Regions from separate parts of the Mus musculus genome. Here region 1 is linked to region 2. The links are chromatin contacts, called in public HiChIP or PLAC-seq maps. All regions are on one chromosome and are shown on one strand. Each heading gives the region's core, a stretch centred on a gene start, on an enhancer-like site or on the middle of the called end of the contact. The rest is flanking DNA. Distances are from core to core; before and after follow the strand shown. Region 1 has its middle 22 kb from the start of Gm52860. Region 2 holds the start of Ndufb2 (NADH:ubiquinone oxidoreductase subunit B2).

Region 1 (4,679 bases), core at 1,192-3,691, 140 kb after region 2:
TCTGTCTGTCTCTGTCTCTCTCTCTCTTCCTCCCTCTTTCTCTCTCTCTCCTTCCCTCCTTCTTTCTCTCCCTCTCTCTTCCTCTCTCCCCCTCCCCTCTCCTCTCTCCCCTCTCCCCTCTTCCCTCTCCCCTTTTCTCTCCCCTCCCCTCTCCCCTCTCCCTCTGTCTGCCTGCAAGCTCTTTCTCTCTCCCCTCTCCCTCCCCATGGCAATTTCCCTTGCCTCAGTCTTCAGGGCCAGTGAACTCACCCAGCTGAGAGCAGCTTCCCAATAAACCTACATTTATTATAATCTAATCTGATTTGAATTGGCTCATTTCACCAGAAGAGAAATAACTTCTCAGAGACAATGGAACTTAGGGTCCAGTCCCAGCAAGACCCTGCCCATCTCAGCTGCATATGCTCTGGGGATCAAAGCCTTCTGCCTTCCAGACCCTGTGGAGCAAAGTCTCCCTGCTTGATGACCTGTATTGGTTTATGGCAGCGTTCTAGAGCCTGGAAGTAATCAGCCATCCTTTGCATCAGAAGCCGCCATCCTTTCCCCACTGTTGCTCTCGTTGCTGTGTGACTGTTTAAAAGCACACTGTACTTGCCACTCAACTGTATCCTCTCTGGAATTCATTGTGCTTCCGCCCATGGACGTTTCCCTTTCTAATAAACATGTTTGTTCAGCTCTCTAGTGTACAGACACCTATAAGACACAATCCTATGGAATCACAGACAAGAACCATCACAATTGTGTGTCTTATTCTGTATCTGCTCTAATTAACCTGACAGAGGATGGACATTTGGCTGATGTAACAATCCCTATTCTGAGAAACCCCCGGACTTCAAAGAGAAGAGACAAATGCTTTCCCCTCCTTTTTATAGAAACCCTTTTTTGTTTGTTTCGAGACAGGGTTTATCTGTGTAGCTTTATCTGTCCTGGAACTTGCTCTGTACACAAGGATAGCCTCGAACTCACAGAAATCCCCCGGCCTCTGCCTCCGTGTACTGGAATTAAAGGCATATCCTACCACTGCCAGGCTCAGAAACCTTTTAATAAAAGTGAAATTTGGGGAAAGCAGTGAAGACTTGCAGACCTGCTGGCACCGGATTAAACATTAGTTGCAGCAGGGTGTTTTGTGGGCTTGAGTTGGTTTTATTATGAGAGCGAAACAATGTATCAGAGGCAGCAACAGTATCAGAAAGCTTTAAGATGCTCTAACTCTTCATCCAAAAAATACGAGGTCCTCATTTGTGCCGGACAAGCCACGCATTGTGATGAGGGTTCCCAGGGTTTTTGTTTTTGTTTGTTTGGGTTTTGTTTTGTTTTGTTTGTTTGTTTGTTTGTTTGTTTGTTTGTTTTTCTTTCAAGACAGAGTTTCTCTGTGTAGCCCTGGCTGTCCTGGAACTCAGAAATCCACCTGCCTCTGCCTCCCAAGTGCTGGGATTAAAGGCGTGTGCCACCACTGCCCGACAGGTTCCTAAGCCTTTTAACCTGTGCATGATTGCTGTTGTGGGCCACATAGGCAAGATGGACACACCCTGACTGTGCTCAACAACCCAGATTTATGGATGTACCATGACCAAGAGTTCCCAATTTTGAAGTGCTGGCCTCTGCAGCTCCTTGTGCTTTGCAGAGTGAGTATATCTGCCAGTGGGACAACATGAAGTATGTCAGCACGTGCTGACCTACACGTTCTGATGGGACGGACTATACACAGCTCTCTAGTACTGAGAAGTTATTTCTCCGCCAGTGAAATGAGCCAATTCAAACCAGATTAGATTATATTAAATGCAGGTTTATTGAGAAACTACTCTCAGCTGGGTGACTTCACTGGCCCTTAGGACTGAGGCCAGGGATGTCACCATGAGAAGGGAAAGAGAGGGGACGGAGAAGAGAAAGAAAGAGCACATGTGCAGAGAGGAGAGAGAGAGAGAGAGAGAGAGAGAGAGAGAGAGAGAGAGAGAGAGAGAGAGAGAGAGAAAGCCAGAGCCTGCCTGTCTGGATTATACAGGGAAGAACCTCTGAGAAAATGGCAGACGACCATGCCCTGGCCTGGGAAGTTCAGGGTTGGGGACAGGGTATGCCAGGAAGGAACTGAGGGATGCTGGGAGAACCTGGAGGCCAGGTCTGCTTTGATATGTAAAATATACATCTCAATTCCTTGTTCCAGGTATGAAGCCAAACCAATATAGTCTGGGACTCTGCTTACTATGGTCCGGTGCTCTACAGAGCTAAAACAATGATCTTCCCAAAATTAACTGTTCCTAAGAAAGCCTGCTAGGGGAAAGAAAGGGCTACAATCCTTGCTGTTGTTTTGTTATTTCCTCTAGTTGTTACAGTAACAACTCCAGTGGAGGAGAGCTTCTCCAGCAAGCTGAGCTGCCTACGAGTCATGCAGGGAGCTTCAGGAGGCAGCGTGTGTGAGTCACCAGTGCACTGGGATGATGGGGCAGGCTTTTCAGTGATGCAGCTGACTTTGAGTCATTCTCCTCCGTGTTCCCATTCACCCACATCCCTATAAGGAAGCCCTCACCCACACTGCTGAAACTCACCCCAGGAAACTAAGCCAGACTTGGATAGAAAGGTTCCTTTGGTCTCTTGACAGTGTGATACCTGAGATAATAGATGTTTGTCACATCAGAAAAAGTTACACAACAACTTAGTTCAGCAAGAGGAGAAATGTGCCTGGTGCCTGGTAGGGAGAACATTTCCATATTTCCTCTTTTTTATAAAATTGTTCTTTTTTCTTTTTTTTTTTTTTTTTTTAGAAATGGGTTGCAGGACTAGAAAGATGACTCAGCAGTTTAGTGCTGGCTACTCTTACAAAGGATCTGGGAGATGATTTGGATTCAGTTCCCTGGACCCAAGTGACAGGTAACAACAGTCTGTAATTCCTGTCCCAGGGGATCAGATGTCCTCTTCTCGCCTCTGCTGCTACCTTGGAAGCATATGGTGCACAGACAATACATGCAGGCAAAAAACACACATACACATAAAAATAAATAAATAAATAAACATGCATTCACATAAAAATAAATAAAAATTTAAGACCTATTAAAATAGTATTTTGGGGACTATTAAATATTTCGTAAAATATTGAAATGAAGTGACTTGTTTGTGCTAAGTTGATAATGGGCTTGCAGAGCATGCGTGAAGGCCTGGGTTTGATCTCCAGCACTGCGGAGACCAGGCCCAGGCGTGATGATGCATGTTAATAATTCCAGTGACCAGTGACATGGGTCTTTTTTTTTTTAATAGGATGATGGGACTCTTCTCCAAACAGTTGTGTCTGATCTAGGGACTTTGGGTCACTGAAGCTCAACCTGAGAGAATAGCTGAGTTTCTTTGTCACAGGCTCTTGTTGGAGTGTGCAGAGCAAGCTTTATTAAGAATTACAGAGGTGGGGGATGGTGTCACATTCCTTTGATCCTAACCCTGGCAAGGGCAAGGCCTGATGGGTCCCTACAGAGAGTTCCAGACCAGCTAACTAAAGGCTGCTGTAGTGAGATCCTGTCTCTTAAAAAAAAAAAAAAAAAAAAATATATATATATATATATATATATATGTATATATATATATATATATATATATATATATATATAGAGAGAGAGAGAGAGAGAGAGAGAGAGAGAGAGAGAAAGAGAAAAGGGAGAGCCGGGCGTGGCTGAGTTCGAGGCTAGCCTGTTCTACAAAGTGAGTTCCAGGACAGCCAGGGCTACACAGAGAAACCCTGTCTCGAAAAAGTAAAAAAAAAAAAAGAAAAGAAAAAAGAGAGAGCCATGATACTTGTTCTATGGGTTTTTTTTTCCTGTTCATATAATATATATAGTACACAGTGCTCCCATACATATATGCCCGCACCCCAGAAGAGGGCACCAGATCCCATTATAGAGGGTTGTGAGCCACCCAGTGGTTGCTAAGAATTGAACCCAGGACCTCTCGAAAAGCTTGCATAATTCTCCGTGACTCCACAGGCTCAGCCAACAGAGGGTCCGACCCTCTATTCTTATTCCCTGGCTCAACCAGGAAATCGCCTGTGATCTGTCCGTGCACTGCCCAGTTCCTCTGCTCAAAGCCCCTTCTGCGCGGCTGTGTCTGGTTAGCGGCAGAGCTCGACTATCTGGCGGATCTTGGTCTCTATGGGTGACCCAGGCACAGTTGATCATTCGCAGCTCCCTTTGTTTTCAAGAGGATTAAGGAGCTCCCTTTTTTTTTTTTTTTTTTTTTTTTTTTTGTTCTACTCTCCGGAACTGGGTGGAGGCTTCAGGTTAAAAGCCTTTTTAGTTTGTTTTTGTTTTGTTTTGTTTTTTGTGTAGTCCTTGCATGTCCCGGAACTTGCTATGTAGATCAGGCTAAAGTCTAACTCAGACTTCCACCACCTCTCAGGGTGTGCGGCCCCAACAAAAGAAGATATTCAAAAGAGGCACCTGAGTCTCTCAATCTGACTATCAATAGAATTGAAATCAATTGGAATAATGGACCGCAAAGAGATTGGAATTCCTCCCACGGAGCTCAGGCGAAGCGAGGAACCAGCAGGAGGGGAGATTGCTCAAAGCTGCAATGAAAAAAAAAAAAAAAGTCAAACTACCTTATGGAAGGAGACTTGACTGGAGCTGTGTTTGGTACAGGTGCGGTATGGTGGAGTAGAGCCTAAAAGGAATGCTAACACTTATTTAGCCCTTAATCTAAAC
Region 2 (4,698 bases), core at 1,646-4,145:
TCCCCAACCTCTGCCTATCTTTTTGTCCTAGCAGAAGAGTGAGTCTCGCTCAGTCACTCTGGACTACATCCCCTTGAGATAGGATCTTCTTGACAGTGTCCTGCAGCACTGGGGTTATATGCAGATGGCAACTCCTGGCTCTCCCTCTGGGTGCTGGCATCCAAACTCAAGTTCTGCCCGCCCCGCCCCCCCACCCCACCCCCGTTCTTACCCACTGAACCAGCTCTTCAGCCCTGGTGGTTGTTGACCAGCTGGGACTGTTTCTATTATTCCCTCCCATTCTGAAAGATCGCTAGCTAGCTCTTCAGTATTCACCACGTGCACCGCGCTGGACTTTATGGCTGTTGTCTGAACTTTATAAGACACCTTTATGTGACAGATGCTGACTTACAGTTTTACAAATGTGATCATAAGCATTTTGATGACAAAGCCCAAGAATGTTGCCTACAAGCGAATAACATTAAATAATTTTGTTTTTATTTTCCATTTTATTAACTAAAGACCTAACTCTTGTGCTTGGGGTATAGCACGATGATATAGTACTTGCCTAACAGGGGTTTGGTCCCAAGTGACACACACACATATACACACACAGACACAAACCATAACCCTCCGTTGAAATTCCAACCAGCTAAAGTTGTCTTGGTGATAAAGATCTATTTTTGTGTAAGTGTTTGCCCAGCTGATAGCATGTCCAGTTGGAAGGCTCTGAATGAGATCTTAGTTATCGATGGTGTGAGAGGTGATTTTTAACGAGGCAACCTCGCCATGTGGCCCAGGCTGTCCTTGAATTCACTATTTAGCCCAAGTTGGCCAGGGACTCATCATCCTTCTGCCTCTGCCTCCTGCACGCTGAGATTAAAGGAATGCCATCACCATGCTCTAGTCCTTTATAGACAGGATCTCCCTGTGTAGGCCAGGCTGGCCTCAAACTCCTGGTCCTCTGACAAGGCCTCCCCACAGCATGTTCACCTGTTCCTTTTAGCCATTCTGTCAGCTGTCATTGCTTCACAACTTAAAGAACATAGCAGAGCCGCTTCTGTAATTCCCTTGTTTGCCAACTGTATTTAACAGTTATTACCCAAGATCTACCTGTGCAGCCAGACCATAGTGGCACACACCTTTAATCCCAGGACTCTGGAAGCAGAGGCAGGCAGATCTCTGCGAGTTTGAAGACAGCCTGATCTACAAAGTGAGCTCCAGGGTAGTCAGGGGTACACAGAGAAACCCTGTCCCCAAAAGGGGTGGGGGGAGGAAAGGAGGAAGGCAAAATCTCAATAAACACTTGTGTGTCATGCTTCAGCCAGACTAAGTGCACTGTGGCAATCTAGATACCCTGAGGGGTCTCCCAATTAAAATAAACATGATGCTAAAATGAAATAAATAAAAGGTCCTTTTTCAAGTATCAGTAACTGGGGGGCTGGTGAGATGGCTCAGTGGGTAAGAGCACCCGACTGCTCTTCCGAAGGTCCAGAGTTCAAATCCCAGCAACCACATGGTGGCTCACAACCATCCGTACACGAGATCTGACTCCCTCTTCTGAAGTGTCTGAAGACAGCTACAATGTACTTTCATATAATAAATAAATAAATCTTAAAAAAAAAAAAAAAAGTATCAGTAACTGAGCACAAATGCCTGGGAAGCCAGTACTGAAGCTGGCATTCACAGGGATCCCACTCTGACGACTCAGAGACCCAAGACAAGTGGTCTATCATTAGACTCCTGAATCAAGCTGTAGCCCCATAATGAAAGGGCGAAAAGTAATAATAAATCAACGAGAAGGAAACTGAAACTTAGTTACCAGAAGCCAAACTTCAGGTAAGTTTCCACCTGAACTATTGCTGGGTTGGACCTTTTGTGGCCCAAAAACCCAAACCAAGGGCTGGGAACTTAGATGAATAGTGGAACCCTTCTTCCCCCGTTGGAGGTAAGGGAAATCCAAGCTAAGTAGTGAAACTGGACGGGAAGCATCCCCAAAACGGTATGAAGATCTTAAAAGAAATCTCGGTGGACAAAACCTGCCAGGTTATATGCGAGCGAGAGAGAGACAGAGACAGAGAGACAGAGACAGACAGAGACTGAGAGACAGATCAATACAACAAAATAAAGCTATAAGTATTACAAATCTCGGGTGGAGAGAAGGCAAAATGAGTAAGACACAGCATCCAATCTAGGATTTAAAGTGCCAAATCTAAACACTGACTTGGGGGCGCACGCCTTTAATCCCAGCACTCCGAAAGCAGAGACAGGAGGATCACTAATGAGTTCCAGGTCAGTCGAGGCTACACAGTGAGGCTCAAAAAAAGTGCCAAATTTTAATCGTAAAAATGTACCTAATGGTGAAAAGAACAGACTATACTACCTTACTGACTCAAGGTCTCCGTGTCTGCCCTGCCTGGACCCGTCTTGTCTCTGAGCCCATCTCCACCCGTCTCCATGCGCTCGGGACCTCCACTAGCCAGCTGCTTGGAAGGCTCAGTCCGGGAGACTGTGCGGGACTGGATTCTTATCACTCGGGTCTTAGTTAACGCCTCTCTCCCGCAACCCTGCGCCATCCCTTCACCTCTAGCCCACCAAGCCGACTAAAAGGCCAGTCTCGGTCCAGGCAAAACTACAAGACCCAGCATGCCTCGGGCGGCAGCGGAGTTTCACGCACCCTCCCGGGCGACTGCTTCAAGGTGACAGCGTCCGGATGGCAGCGCTGCCTGTTCAAGCCGGCCGAACCCTCGCCCCCGCCCGACACTCACTGACGGACTCCACTGTCTCCAGCCGCCCGCGCGCGGCAGCCCCGGAGCAGGCGGCCTCCGACGCGGCCGAAAGGTACCAGACGGGTGAGCGCAGACATACTAGCAAGACTGCAGTTCCCACCCCTGATGCGTCACTTCCCCGAGTCCCGGCCCGTGACGTCACTGCGTCGCACTGCGTCTCTACCCGGGCTGATGGTAGGCCACAGGGGACAAGTTCAAGCCATTGGCGGACCTTAGAGGCTCCAGGTTAACGGGCAGATAGGTCGTCCTTCAGGAGGAGCCCTGGCTGCCTCGTGGCACAGCCTGGCAAGGTGCTCTTGGCTGACCTTACTGCTGCTCCCTGCTTTGGCTCATATAGACGGTGCTTTCATGCATGTTCTTGCCACTGTGGGCCCTTGTTAAAGGCCTAAGCCCTTTCTGAACCACGCAATGTTTATTTTATAACATCGCAATGTTTATTTTATAGCATCGTTGTTTCAGCATTGTTCTGAATGACTAATCAGCCAGGGTGTTAAATTTCAGAACCTGGACTGGTGGCACGGGAATCACCTGAGGAACCCAACCCGGCACACTCGGAATAAGTCGGCCAGGAACATGGGGGAAAGTTCCTAACGCCTCGAGCCTTAGCCAATTCGAGGTTTTTTGGCATTTCCTCTTGTTATTAATGTAATAAGCAAGCAGAAAAATAAGGACATGAGGGCAGTCCAGTTAAGATGCAACACCAAGATGGCAACAAATCGAGACCTGACTTCAGCCGTAGAAATGTACTCGCAGTGGGAGCTGTAACACAAATAGATGCACGTAGACGCGCAGATGCGCTCAGTCTCCGGCCATTAGTGGGGAGGGAATATGAATTTTCAAGCTCATCCTCATAAAACAAGACATACATATCTGTTCCGAGTTACTAGGTCTATAGGATAGCCTACTGTCATCTTTCCAGAAAAACTAATTTTTTCACTCACTTCAGATTTCCTTCAAGAAACAAAGGCTCCACTGGCTATTAAAATAGTCCGCCTTCCTCGGCCTGCTTTTTTCTCTCAGTATTGCCTCTGTTGAAATCTGGATAGACTCCAAACCTAAGACTACTCCTAACCCCAAGAGGTTGTGAGAAACGGACTTTTTTCTATAAACAGTAGCTAGCACACCAACAGTCAATACTCTAATAATCTCCACCTTGTAAAATTATTCAAGTATTTTAATCATCTGGAAAACCTGTTTACACAAAGGCCTTCCATTCTGACGACAAGAGCTATGGACCCCTTCCTTCCCTCCTTCCTTTGCATCTATTAGGAACTATCCAACCATGGCAGAGTCTGAGGTCGCACTCTACCAATAGGATGAGACACAGTCATCACCTGTATTAGAATAACAACTGAACTTCCCGCCCTAGTGTGCTTGCAAGGCCACTGTAAGTTATGGCACATTTTACCAAAAGAAAAATTAATAATAATAATAATAATATGTTGCTTTGCAGGATTACTTTCGCTATGATCTAGTGGGTAGGGGTGTGTGTGATACCAAGAATATTGATTCCAACAAGGTCTTCCCTGGTACATTATGGTTTGGGTTGGTTGATTTGAAGAACATGCAGTTTTAGGTTATAACATTAGTGTACCAACATCACATATTAGAAATTTGCTATGATGTTTCATATTCAAGAGTCAAGTACTCATCAAGGCCAGACTTGAATTTAGTGACTTGGAAGCATCAAATATGACTGATAATTTGCCTTCTGTGCCCATATGTGGGCCTCTTTGCCCTTTTATGTAACAGGAAACCTGTCCTAGGAGTCAAACCCAAGGGAGACCTTGAGTGTTGTTATGTGTGGGCTCACATGTACCATGGCATAAATGTGGTGATCAGAGCACAGTCAATCAAGAGATTATTCTCTTCTTCTGCCATCTGAGATCCAGGCTTCCATTATTTTATTTGTGTGTGTGTGTGTGTGTGT

The links. HiChIP or PLAC-seq counts read pairs in DNA pulled down with a chosen protein or histone mark.
Region 1: a contact with region 2 is called in an H3K27ac HiChIP or PLAC-seq map of epiblast stem cells. The contact joins the enhancer-like site here to the promoter of Ndufb2 in region 2. A contact is called at or near these places in 4 of 39 promoter capture datasets (frontonasal cranial neural crest, macrophages, maxillary cranial neural crest and 1 more), 7 of 115 datasets of contacts at active chromatin or transcription factors (embryonic limb bud, embryonic stem cells, epiblast stem cells and 3 more) and 3 of 9 other capture datasets (adipose tissue, liver and pancreatic islet).

The regions. Positions count from the first base shown.
Region 1 is chr6:39,445,738-39,450,416 of GRCm38.p6, reverse strand. No RefSeq gene overlaps it. Among named protein-coding and RNA genes, the nearest start is that of Gm52860, 22 kb to the left of the region's middle. Within about 2 kb of position 2,441, at least 123 of the 459 cell types and tissues checked have an H3K27ac peak or open chromatin away from gene starts, as enhancers often do. A contact at or near this core is called in embryonic stem cells, epiblast stem cells, extraembryonic endoderm stem cells and 3 more, where this site is marked.
Region 2 is chr6:39,590,762-39,595,459 of GRCm38.p6, reverse strand. Ndufb2 (NADH:ubiquinone oxidoreductase subunit B2) reads right to left here and starts at 2,895. Exons shown (of 4, transcript NM_001358797.1): 1 at 2,748-2,895. The coding sequence starts at 2,845.